Regions from separate parts of the Sus scrofa genome. Here regions 1 and 2 are each linked to region 3. Evidence: chromatin contacts called from public Hi-C data. All regions are on one chromosome and are shown on one strand. The core of a region is the stretch at or near the end of the contact, and the rest is flanking DNA. Distances in the headings are between cores, read along the strand shown.

The links. A called contact is a pair of places that touch in the nucleus more often than the background predicts.
Region 1: a Hi-C map of liver shows a contact between it and region 3, with 1.9 times the contacts expected there. The contact joins two enhancer-like sites. A contact is called at or near these places in 2 of 47 Hi-C or Micro-C datasets (heart right ventricle and liver).
Region 2: a Hi-C map of liver shows a contact between it and region 3, with 6 times the contacts expected there. The contact joins two enhancer-like sites. A contact is called at or near these places in 2 of 47 Hi-C or Micro-C datasets (fetal liver and liver) and 1 of 2 datasets of contacts at active chromatin or transcription factors (alveolar macrophages).

What each region holds. Positions count from the first base shown.
Region 1 is chr1:32,290,649-32,294,809 of Sscrofa11.1, forward strand. All of the region lies in intron 6 of AKAP7 (A-kinase anchor protein 7), which reads right to left. Among named protein-coding and RNA genes, the nearest start is that of AKAP7, 69 kb to the right of the region's middle. Within about 2 kb of position 2,838, at least 4 of the 83 cell types and tissues checked have an H3K27ac peak or open chromatin away from gene starts, as enhancers often do. A contact at or near this core is called in liver, where this site is marked.
Region 2 is chr1:32,230,764-32,235,444 of Sscrofa11.1, forward strand. The region is part of intron 8 of AKAP7 (A-kinase anchor protein 7); the gene reads right to left. Among named protein-coding and RNA genes, the nearest start is that of AKAP7, 130 kb to the right of the region's middle. Within about 2 kb of position 2,573, at least 6 of the 83 cell types and tissues checked have an H3K27ac peak or open chromatin away from gene starts, as enhancers often do. A contact at or near this core is called in fetal liver and liver, where this site is marked.
Region 3 is chr1:32,097,190-32,101,310 of Sscrofa11.1, forward strand. No RefSeq gene overlaps it. Among named protein-coding and RNA genes, the nearest start is that of ARG1, 79 kb to the left of the region's middle. Within about 2 kb of position 1,647, at least 2 of the 83 cell types and tissues checked have an H3K27ac peak or open chromatin away from gene starts, as enhancers often do. A contact at or near this core is called in fetal liver and liver, where this site is marked.

The sequences.
Region 1 (4,161 bases), core at 1,588-4,087, 190 kb after region 3:
TAAACAAGCTACTATTATATCAACACCATTTTGCAATAAAGTTTACATTTCCTTGCTTATATGTTCTATTTTGCTTTTAACCATAATCAACCCACTGTGGGGTTTGCCAATTTCATACAAGATCATTATGCTCCGTCCTGTCCTTGACTAGAAAAATAAAATTAGTAGAGGTCTCAAAATGTCAAAAGATTACTTTCTGAGAAAAAAATTTTCCCATCACTAATGGTAATTGTTAAGATAGACACAACATTTATATCTTACTAGGGTTAAGGCAAACTCATTTGATTCTCATTACCTTGAAAATTTCATCATTGCATCTTTTAATGCCAGCTCTAAAACTCTGTTTCTTAAATTACACTTAGATCAGAAATTCGTCTGTGGATACAAATGCTAGAAAATAAGTAAAACGTCCACTGAATCCATATGCCTGAAGCAAAATACCACTTTAGGAATTTTCTTGTAGGGTAACGTGTTAAAGATCCGGCATTGCCACTGCAGGGGTTTGGGTTGTTGCTGAGGTAGAGGTTCGATCCCTGGCCTGGGAACTTCTGCATGCTGTGGGTGTGGGCAAAAAAACTGTGTGTGTATACATATAATTTATGTGTGTGTGTGTTATACATATATTTAAGCCTGAACTATCAAAATCAGCATTTCCTAAACCAGGTGCTGCCAAACGCAGTGGATGAAAAAAGGACACGCTGATACCTGGGAAACGATGCTGGGGTAGAACATAAAACTGTTCAAAACATTCATTGCTTTCCTTGTGGTGTCCTTTTCTGCAAATAGGTTTATATACATCCTGTTCTGCGGAACTCAGAAGAGACCATATGACCTGCTTTGGCCAGTAAGACATAAACAGGAACGATGTGCATCACTTCTTAGCAGAAGCATTCAGCTTGTGAATCACCATCTTTCTTTGCCTTCTGCCAAAGGACCAGCAAAGTCCTAGCCAGAAGCCACTCAGCCAAGGTTCCAAACACAGACAAGGTGGAGCAGAGCCACAGATGACACGTGTTGAGGGGCAAAAACTAAACCTTTGCCACTGTAAGTGCTCAAGATTCACAATAAACATTCCTATGTCAGAGATCCTAAGAAGTTCTAAAATAAATACTCAAATTAACTTTATTTAACCCATCACAGAATCCTTATCTCTCATAAAACCCTAAGAGAGGTTCTGAGAGAAGATTTTTAGAAAATGTCAATGAAAATACTGAACTTCAAATCTCCACTCCAGCACAACATTGTAAATCAACTATACTTTAAAAATACACTAATAATAATAATTTTTTTAATCTCCATTCCACTTTGCACAGACTTAACATGAGGCTGTGTCATTTCTTCTAGGGTTTTCAAATTTTTCAAACTCTCTAATAGAAAAAGGGTTAACCAGAAGCCATTTGGGTATTTTGATATTAATCAACTCCCAGAATTCTTCCTTCAAATAATACACCTTTCTTCTTATTATGTCCTATACATTTCAATATTCAAAGATGTATAAAGTATGCAAAGGTTACAAATGAACATTTAGTCAGTCTACCTTTGTAGATCTCATTTCTAATTTTTAAATAATCATAAGCTTACTTATTTAGTTTTTTCAATATATGGAAACAGACAACACAACAGCATGAAGCTGAAAAATGCATTTGAAACAGAAGTGAAATCAGTAGCTATATATACAGTGCTCTTTGACACACTATAGATGATACAGTTGAATAATGGCACCTAGAATCTCAGAAGAAATTGCAATCCCATCTCACAGCAGATTTCACTGAATTTTTAATGCTAAAAAAACCTCGAACAAAGAGATGTGTTGTTGTGTTTTCTTTATTGATTTTTTTTGGCCACACCCACTGCATATAAAAGATCCCAGACGAGGGATCAAACCCCAGCCATAGTGGCAACCCAAGCCGCTACAGTGACAATGCCTGATCCTGAACCTGCTGTGCTGCAAAAGAACTCCTTTATTTACTGATTTTTAACTAAGAAAAATCCACGAAGAATTCCATACTAGAGCCTTAGATCTAAGTGTACCTAATAATATGAAAAGATGTATTTTCAGGAATAGGTTACTGAAACAATCAATCTGCTTTATCTTGTACCAAGACCAGTATTGTCAGGAATAATAAATAAAGGCTCCCTAATATCAAGGGCACCTAAAGTGCGGGGAAAGAATGACAGTGGCATGTGGCCTGGCAGGCCCTCTCGGGTGCAGTGATGGACAACTCTTTACAATAAGGGTCCCTGCTCAACATCTCCACTACTCGCCCTGAAGGCACTCCCCTCCCTTTCTGAAGATGGTACATACTGAGACTCATGCCCTCTGGGCCCCCTTTGGCATCGTCTGTCCCTTCTTACAGTGGAGCCCTCACCCTCTGGGAGTGAAGACTTGCTGATGGCTTCTGAGCTCTCACGCCAATAGACCTGTACAGTATTCTGCACCCTCAAGCAGCGTCTCACGCAAGTTCTGCTGGTCCCTGTTGCTTCAGGCCACACTTGCACATAATTTGGCATCTATAGATTTTTCTATCTCCCAGTTTCACTCAAAATGTAGTCTGTGATATTGTCCCCATCGTCTTTATTGCTCCGTAGGTTTTCCAGGAGGAAAGGTGGAAAGATTGCCACCATCTTCCTAACAGTTCTTAAAGGTCTTTCCCTGTGTGTCATTTTCTCCTTCCATGCATACAAGAAAGCCAGTCTATAGTCGAAAAAAATTCTCCATGTGAAGGCAAATTAGCCTATTTGGTTAAAATGCTTACTTCACACAACATTTCCGAAGAGTGAGGGGGTCAAGAGTCATTAGGACTAAGCTCCTCTTGCATCATGAGCACAGAGGTCAAGGGAGGTTAGGAGATTTGTCCAGTTAAACAACAGAGCTAAAACAAGAAAATTCACACTCAGCCAAATATATTACAGAGGCTCCTTTGAAAAGTAATAGACCAGTATCCTTGAGTTTCAAATGGTTTGTAAAGGCCCATTATCATGCAGACCCAGGAAGGTTGAGTGGCAGCCAAATTACACCAGGCCAGTTAACAAGATCCTAAGAAAATGTGCTACCTGATGGGTATAAGAATAAATAATGGTTGTAGGTGTGGAAAGATGACAGCAGAGAATCCTGGCTGGGCAGGATGTCAAGAAGGTTGGGATTCAGCCAACCTAACATAGAAACTGTAAATTACAATCCTGATCCAATCACCAAATAATACAGGGATTGGGTTTTCTTCTTAATGGTACCATCAGAAAAGCATTTCCATCCACACTCTTGTCCTCGTGGTCTTCTTTTTTTTTTTTTAGGGCCACACCTATAGCATACGGAGGTTCCCAGGCTAGGGGTTGAATCAAGGCTGCAGCTGCTGGCCTAAGCCAGCAACACCAGATCTGAGCCACATCTGCGACCTACACCGCAGCCTGAAGCAATGCCAGATCCTCAACTCACTGAGCAAGGCCGGGGGGATCAAACCCACATCCTCATGGATACTAGTCAGGTTCTTAACCCACTGAGCCACAAAAGGAACTCCCCACACACTCTTCTCTTCTACTATTTACTGCCACTCCCACTGATGTCTGCCTTATATCTTCTTCCCTACTTCCCCCAACCTCATCATCACACAGTCTGACAACCACCCCTCTGCCCTTGCTTTGTGCATATCAAATTCTGCACTCAAAACAAACCAGCCTCAATGACAATAACTAATAATTTCAAAGAAGATCATTTCTTTCATTCTAAAAATCTCTCATTGTCTGACTCTCTGAAAAGCTGCTATAAGGAAGTACACATTAATAACTTACAGCTTTGAAATTTGAAAGTCATAACTCAGGAAAGATATCTAAGAAGTTTACAAAATAATTTATGCTTAAAAACAACTGGTCTATCCATGGAAATACTGAATTTATTTCTTAAAGAATCTGGACCTGCATGTTTGATTTGAAATTGGTCTTCTTCTGCCACCAAGTGTTAGCACACACTTCTAACCAACCAATTTCTGCAATGTTCAAAAACCACAGAAATACAGTCACTCAATGGGAAAAATAAATCCAAAAGAATGCATTATAAAAAGCATAAACCTAAACTAGTTGTCTAACTATGTGGAACAAATATACTCTAAAGAAACTATAAAGATGACTTGATATTTAGTTATTATTTCAGAGACAAAGTAATTAAAT
Region 2 (4,681 bases), core at 1,323-3,822, 130 kb after region 3:
GGGAAATAGAGTGGCCATAAAGCAAGCTCCTCTCCTTTTGTCAAATACCAAAACTCTTCCCCGGAGTTCCCGTCATGGCACAGTGGTTAACAAATCTGACTAGGAACCATGAGGTTGCAGTTTTGATCCCTGGCTTGCTCAGTGGGTTAAGGATCCAGCGTTGCCGTGAGCTGTGGTGTAGGTTGCAGACGCGGCTTGGATCCTGCATTGCTGTGGCTCTGGCGTAGGCCAGTGGCTACAGCTCCGATTAGACCCCTAGCCTGGGAACCTCCATATGCCGTGGGAGTGGCCCTAGAAAAGGAAAAAAAAAAAAAGACAAAAAAAGCCTCTTCCCCCCCTCCACACACCAGAAAGTTTTAGAATTAAAACAGAAATGTTTTCTATAATAAAAATTCCAAAGAGGAAAGAACCATGCCTTTGTAAGTTTTATTCAGGGTTCAGAAGCACAAATGAGTTTTTTAAATGGTGATGCTTTATGTACAAAAGAACGACCTTCAGGGCTTCTGGAAAACACTACACTCCAACACCCTACCCTCATCGTTTTTAAACTGGAGCGGTGGGGTGGATTGCAATCAGACCAAATATCAATAATAGCCTCCTGGGAAAACAAAGAGGAGATAAGGTCCAACGGGGTGACCGGTTGCCTGAGTGGGTGGGGCACGACCCAGGCAGCCCCAGCTACAGCTGTCAGGAAGACTAGTGGTTCTGAGCCCCCTGAGTCTTTTATTAACACAGCTGGTACCTCCAGATCAGGCACGTGCCCTTCCCTCCACTGTTCCCGAGTCACTGCCTGAAGCCAATCCCTTCACACATCATTGCAGGAACCTCCAAATCACATGGCTTAGGATGATCTCTCTGACTTGTACCCTCAAGACTGCTCATCATATGGTCGTATCGGAGATGGGACAAGACACAGACCCTGGCTGTTTATAGGCCAAACAGGCTACCAAAGAACTCTTTCCAGACATACATTGTAGCCTTTTAGACAGACTTCTCTTTTTCAGTTTGTAACCTCAGTTTTCTGAGTCCACACTTTGATCCACATTGTTCTCCACAGAATTTCTGTTGTAATGCGGTCATTTCTTATTGGAAACCCTGATAGCGTGATGGTACTATCGGCGGTGATGTTGACAGACCTCCTAATGCATGTGCAAGGAGGGGAAAATATGATATACATATGAGGTTGAAATCCAATTCTGCCATTTTCTATCTGCACAGCCTTGTCCACTATCTCTCCAAACTGAAATTTCCCATCAGTGTGAAACAGGAGGGAAGGGAGTAGAGCACAACCCTTAAAAGAACGACACAGCCCTTGAGGATGTGACAAAAACTGGTGAAAACTAACGAGGTCCAAGATAGTGGATGATCTGACTTTCAATGGACCTTGAAGCTCGTCATAGCTCACTGTAACAGATTAGCATGCTAAGTGACACGCCCACAGGTGCCACAACCGTTCTGAGGCCAAAAAGTGGCAATGGCCCAATTCCTGGAAACCTGCCCCTTCCCAGAAATAGCTGGAATAACCCTCCCCTCATTAGCCTGTGAAATTGCGCAGCCCATGAAAACTCACCACCCCGTACTGCAGGGCCTCTAGGCTCTCACCTCTCGCCTTCTGAGATGGCCCGCACTCTGTCTATGGAATGCCTTTCTCCCAGGGCCATTCTCTCACCTTCTGAGATGGCCCAGACTTTGTCCATCTCTCAATAAATCTACTTTTGACCTGTCACTCTGCCTCTCACCAAACTTCTTCTGTGCTAAGACACAACCAACCTGAACTCCACTAAGTCCTGAGACCAGGTGTGTGATTTTAATGAAAAAAAAACCCAGTGGTTTCAAGTCCCAATTTGGCCTCTGTCTGGGTATGAGTTCCAGTCTGTGGGTCTGAGTCCCATACTGAGGTATACAGTTTCAAATGGGCCACTCATGAGGCTAATGGACCCTGTAGTGCTGCTGTAAACATAAGAGAGAAGGGATGGAAAAAGTCTAACATCGTGCTGGAATAGAGTAGGCTCTCAAATATTTTATTTGTGCATTTCATACATGTGCTATGATTAAATCTGAGTTCACATTATTTTAAGAATGGTTCAATACCTACTAAATACCAATCACTCATGCACTCAATAATTGACTTTAATAAAAGTACTTACTATGTGCCATTACTAAGTATGTAAAAATGACACAGTCTCTGATCACACAGAAGTCGGTCTAGGAGGATGACCAATAAACAGTGATTGCAAAACAACAGGTGAAGTGCTGTAACAGAACATGTTCAAGGTCCAGTGGCGTCAGGAAGGATAACAAGGTTACGTTTCATAGGGGAGATACGTCAGCTCCGTGAACAGGTGTTTGCAGGCGCAGGGAAAGGGGAAGCAGGAAGGTTTTCCAGATTTAAGAAAGGCATGAGCATGTGCACAGAAGAATGGAAATGCACGATGTACGTGCAGACTTGGAGGTACCTTCACGGTACTGGCATGAAGAGTTCAGGGTGCCATGGCTAGGGTGGGGGTGGCACAGGGAGAAGGGCTACAGAGCAGGTAGGGGTGAAGGGCCCTATGGACCATGCTATGGAGTCAAGCGCATCCTATAGGCGATGGGGAGCTACTGCAGGATTTTAAGCACAGCATATTTTAGAAACCTCACTGTGATAGCCATGTGGAATATAATATGGAAGGAGTGGAGAGGGGCAAAAATAGAGACAAATTGTTGCAATAGACAAAAAAAGAAACAATGAGGACCTGAACTGTGGCAGATGCAACAGGAAAGAAAAGGAAGCGTTACAGAGAGAGTGAGGGAATAGCAAGGCTGGCCACTGCACCAATCTGATCAGGAGAGGTTTTCAAGGAAAGAGGAAGGAGAGTGCAAAAAAATATACATATGAAGAAATAATGGCCTGAATGTTTGAAATCCTATAAAAAACCATAACCTAAAATCAAGAGTCTCAGAAAATATCAAGTATAAGGAATGTGAAGATGGAACATCATGATCAAATTGCTGAAAACCAATATTAAAAGAAAATCATTAGAGCAGCCAAAGGAAAAAGGGTGCATTATATAGAGGAACAAAGACAGGAAGGATAGCAGACTTGTGCATCACAAACAATGTGAGCCAAAAGACAACAGCACAGCATTTTTACTAAAAGAAAAAGAAAAAGGCAGCACAGAATTCTCTATCCAGACATATTATCTTTTAAAAATGAGGCTGAAAGAGAGATTTTTTTCAGACATATAAATGCTGAATTAATCCATCATCAGCCAACCAGCACTTAGAAGAAATGTTCAAGAAAAAACTTAAGTGGCAGGAAAATGAGACCAGATGGAAATTTGGATCTATTCAAAGGCGAGGAGAGAACTAAAAACTATACATATATGGATAAAAATAAAATACTTTCTCTCTTTGTTAATCTTCTTAAAAGACAAATAACTGCTTTTAATGGAATTTATAAAATACAAAGAAAAAATGTACACAACAACTAAGGCAGAGACTGAGATGGAACATGGAAAGAACTGTCATGAGGGTCTTGCACTAAATACGAAGTGGCATATTATTATGTGAAGGCATACCATCTTAGGATGTATATTTTAAAACCCTAGAGCAACCACTAAAGTAAAAACAAAGAAGAGCCATAGCTAACAAACTAGTAATGAACCTACAATGAAATCCTAAAACTGCTTAATACAAAATAAGGCAGTAAAGGAGAAGAAAAAGGAACACAGAGTAGATGAGACAAGTAGAAACCAACTAGCCAGGGGTATGACTTAAACTCACCCATACTGATAACCATGTGAAAAGGAAGATGGTCTTAAGACGCCAATAAAAAGTCAGATGGTTAATTTGGATAAGACACATGAGTCAACCAGAATGTCTACCACTTCAAGTAAAAAACCTACTTCAAGTATGAGAACAGAGAATGGTTGAAGGTCAAAGGATGGAAAAGGATGATCACGCTAAAACTAATCAAAAGAAAGCTAGAGAATCAATACCAGACAAAGCAGATTTCAGGTAAAAAAGAATATTAGCTGCCATAAAGAGGGACGTTTTAGAATTACGAAAGAGTTGATCCATCCAAAGGATATAAAAACCCTAAATGTGCATGCACCTAAGAGCAATAGAGTACCTAAAGCAAAACCAACAGAACGGAAAGTCTAACAGATAATCCACAATTACAGTTTGAAATTTCAAAAACACTGTTGTGATTGACAGAATGAGGAGAAAAAAGTTCAGAAAGAACACAGAAGACTTGAACAGTAGTAGACAAATCCACCAAACTGATCATTATAGAGCATTTCACCCAACGACAGCAAAACATGCAGTCTTTTTGGTGTACAGAAACCCTTCACAAGAGAAGATCATATTCTGAGCCACAAAACAAGTATCAATACATTTTAAATTACTGAATCTACCCAGTGCCTGTGCTCAAACCACAATGGAGTCAAATAAGAAATCAATAACAGAAAGATATACATTTAAAAGATATTTCTAAAGTTAACTGTAGTTCTACATGATCCATAAACAACTGAAAAATGAATTTATAATATGACATCACTTATATCTGGAATCTAATATACGGCACAAATGAACTTTTGCACAGAAAAGAAAATCATGGACTTGGAGAATAGACTTGTGATTGACAAGGGGGAGGGGGAAGGGAGTGGGATGGACTGGGAATTTGGGGTTAATAGAT
Region 3 (4,121 bases), core at 397-2,896:
AGGAGCACTTGTTCTTCCCACAGAACCCAACCTTGGTGACAAGCAAGGACTGAAATCCAGAAGATCTGTGGCTTCCTTTACTCCCAGCTCAGAACTGAGAGATTTTGAAACTATCTGCTTTCTGGGGGTGGAGAGGCTGGGATCGGGGTCTGCTGGGCTGGGAGTGGGAATGCAGGGTGGCCTGAACTGAAAGAGCTTGCTCTAACCGGATGGGGGCTTGAGGGAGGGATGGGGACCCTCCCCACCCGGGCAGGTGGCATTGAGCAGTGAGAGGACAGGGAGAGAACAGCTACGGAAGCACTCTGGGGAGACGGCAGGACCCCTGGGGAAGGAACATCTGTCTGGAGCATCTACACAGCTCTGACCCTGAGAAAGGAACCTCAATACTTGGCAAAGATTCCTTTGCACCTCAGCTGACAAAGCAGTAGAAACATCTTCCCTCTATTGGCTTCCACTACAGTCAGCAGTGACCACGAAGGCCAAAGACAGAGGACCCTTCACAGTAGACTTTGCCTGAAACACCTTGGACCTTTGACTAACCCTTTCAAATTGCAGTAATGAGGGTCTAACAATGAGTGAGAATGGATTTCTTGCCTTTACAGCCAAATGGAGGTTCCGAAAATATTTTATTCAAAGGGTGAAAGAAAATGACACACTTTGCACCCTGATATTGAATTAAAATATGTATTTGATGATATATAGATATGTGTTCAAATATATGTTTATATTTTTTTCTTCCAAATTATCAGGAAGCTGCAAACCAAAAGTCAATGCCATTAACATTTCAATAGTTTGTAACTATGAACACATTTACCCATAGAAACAACGTTAGGCATAGAAAGTAGATCACCAGGGAGTTCCCACTGTGGCTCAGTGGACTGAGAATCCAGCTGCAGTGACTCAGTTGCTGTGGAGGTGTGGATTCAATCCTTGGCCCAGCACAGTGTGTTAAAGGAGCTGAAGTTTCGCAGCTGTGGTATGGGTGCAGCTGCAGCTTGGATTCAGTCCCTAGCCTGGCAACTTCCATATGCCACGGGTGTGGCCATAAAAAAGAAGAAAGAAAAGAAAAGCAAATAGATCATTGAACTGGCCTTCAAAGATTTAATTTAATTTAAAATTAAAATCATATAGGGGACCAGGAAGTAAAGGGAGGGGGCGAGGGAGCAGAGATGGCTAAGGAGAATGGGTGATGGCTAAGGAGAATGGGGTTTCTTTGGGGGGGCTGCTTAAAATGGTTCTAAAGTGGATTGTGGTGATGTGATTATGCAGAAAACTATTAAGGTATATGCTTTAAATGGGAAAAAAATAAACGAGTAATCTATTAAAAAGTTATGTATTCACAATAGAAAATATTATTACAATATGACAATTAAAGAGGGAAAAGTTGTGAATGCTAATCCTTGAGGAAAAGCAGAGTATTGGGAGTTGGGTTTTGTTCTGTCTAATTTGTTCCAGAAAGTAGGAACAACTTTCAGGTCAGGTGGTTTGTGGCACTAGTCACCAGATGGTGACATTGACCCAACACTGCTTGATTGCCACTTAAGGAAGGTCATGGAAACATGAGCTGTGGGGAGGATGGCGAAATACCGGTCTCAGGGGCAAGAGGCCACCATCACCCCATCTCCTGCATCAGCTCCTCTTGGACTTTGACCTTTTTTGCTCCATGAACTGGGAGGCCACATACTGTTTGACCCTCAGAGTTTACACACAGTGCTGCACTTTCATATTGCCAAGCTTTCAGGATAACTTTATACAAAGACAGTGTGGGCAGCCACATGGCTACGTGCTTTAGGACCCACTAGGTAAGACCCTTCCCCCAAAATCCACCCTCAGCAACCCTACAGAGAATAAGAGATACAGGTATTAATGTCTTTGGATCAGGGGCCCTGATAAAATGCACATTTCTTCTGGGAAGGTAATCCCTTTTCTAAGAATTTGAATTAGTGTCTTCCTTTCACGAAGAACAGAAATAAGAAAACATGTATTTATTAGATGATTAAATATTGGCAATGGATAGGATAGGGGGAAATTTTCCTTCTCAGAATTAAAAATAGAAAAAGTTACCGGAGTTCCTGTTGTGGCTCAGTGGTTAACGAATCCGACTAGGAATCATGAGGTTGTAGGTTCGATCCCTGGCCTTGCTCAGTGGGTTAAGGATCCGGCATTGCTGTGAGCTGTGGGGTAGGTCACAGGTGCGGCTTGGATCCCACGTTGCTGTGGCTGTGGTGTAGGCTGGTGGCTACACCTCTGATTAGACCCCTAGCCTGGGAATCTCCGTGCCACGGGAATGGCCCTAGAAAAGACAAAAAGAAAAGAAAAAAAAAAAAAGAAAAAATTACCAATGACATTACATGCAGACATCTAAATGATAAGGATAGCTTATAATAGTACCAGCCTCTGAGAAGCACCTTCCTCAGCAATAGACACAAAGAGGCTTCAAATGTTCCAGGTCAGGACCTAGCCTGCTGTAGCATCCTGGAAAGTACCAAAGGGCCCTTCCGTTCTCTGCCCTGGGGACGGGGCACAGAAAACCTGTAGGAGAAAAAGTGGTGCCCTGTTGGGAGGCTAGGAGTGTATCAATAGGGAGGAAGGATGAAGAAGACAAGGAGGAAATTTTTTTTTCTTTATTGGCCGCACCCGCAGCAAATGGAAGTTCCTGGGCCAGGGACTGACTTATGCCAGAGCTGTGGTAACACCTGATCCTTAACCCACTCTGCTGAGCCAGGGTTCGAACCAGCATCACTGCAGAGATAACGCCAGGTCTTTAACCCACTGCACCACAGCAGAAACTCCAAGGGGGAAATTCTTATTTTCATAATTCATAAATCCATATGAAGCAATAGCTCCAAACTTAACCCACTATCCAATTATTTTCACAGCAGGATTCCTGTCTTCTTAAGTTATCTTACATCTTAAATCAGGTTAAATAATTACACAGCTTTTAAATGAACGAACATATTCACTAGCCAATTTGAGATTATATAAATAAGCCCTCATCTTGAACTATAACACATGCATTCACTCACCTCAAATTGTGAAATAATTTTCCTAAAGCCTTCTTTGGAACGTCTAACAAATGATTAGCCTTTCATTGCATTATTCTAAGTCCCATCAAAGTACTGGGATGAAAACCTAAATAGCAGCTAGGAGGGCAGGTGCAGGAGGAGACTGAATTCTGTGCGCTTCCGGCAGGGGATAGTAGAAGTCAAGGTTATTTTTGTTTGCAAGGGCCACTGTAACCAAGTACCACAAACTGAGTGGCTTAAAACAATAGACATTTACCGTCTCACAGTTTGGGAGGCTAGAATCTGAAAATCAAGGTGTCGGCAGAGCCATGTTCCCGCTGAAACATGTTGGGAGGACCCTTCTTTGCCTTTTTCTAGCTTACGGTGTTAGCCAGAAATCCTTGGCAATCCTTGGCTTACAGATGCACCACTCCAGTCCTCAATGTTTGCGTGGCTATCTTTCCTCTGTATCCTGTCTGTCTCTGGGTCTGTCCCCTTTTTGTATAGACACTAGTCATATTGAATTAGGGTTCACCCTGATAATCTCATTTTAACTCGATTGCCTTTGTAAAGATCCTATTTCCAAATAAGATCATGGTCTGATACTGGGGTTAGGACTTTGATGTATCTTTGGGCTAGGGGACACAGTTCAACCATAAGAGGGGTGTTGATGGGTACTGAACGAAAACCTGAACTGCAGGAGTTCCCATCGTGGCACAGCAGAAACAAATCGAACTAGGAACCATGAAGTTGTGGGTTCGATCCCTGGCCTCGCTCAGTGGGTTAAGGATCTGGCTTTGCCGTGAGCTGTGGTGTAGATCGCAGACGTGGCTTGGATATGGTGTTGTTATGGCTGTGGTGTAGGCCGGTGGCTACAGCTCCAACTAGACCCCTAGGCTGGGAACCTCCATATGCCAAGGGTGCGGCCCTGAAAGGGAAAAAGAAAAACAAAACCTGAACTGCAAACAAAAAATGATCAAGGATCAGCCATTCCCCTTCTTCAACACTAAGGGAAGAAAATGGACATAGAAAATTTCTGAATGAATATGGGTGACAAGGTTTAAAAACATGAAATACTATTTTCAAAAGTTGCCAGTAGGGGAGTTCCTGTCGTGG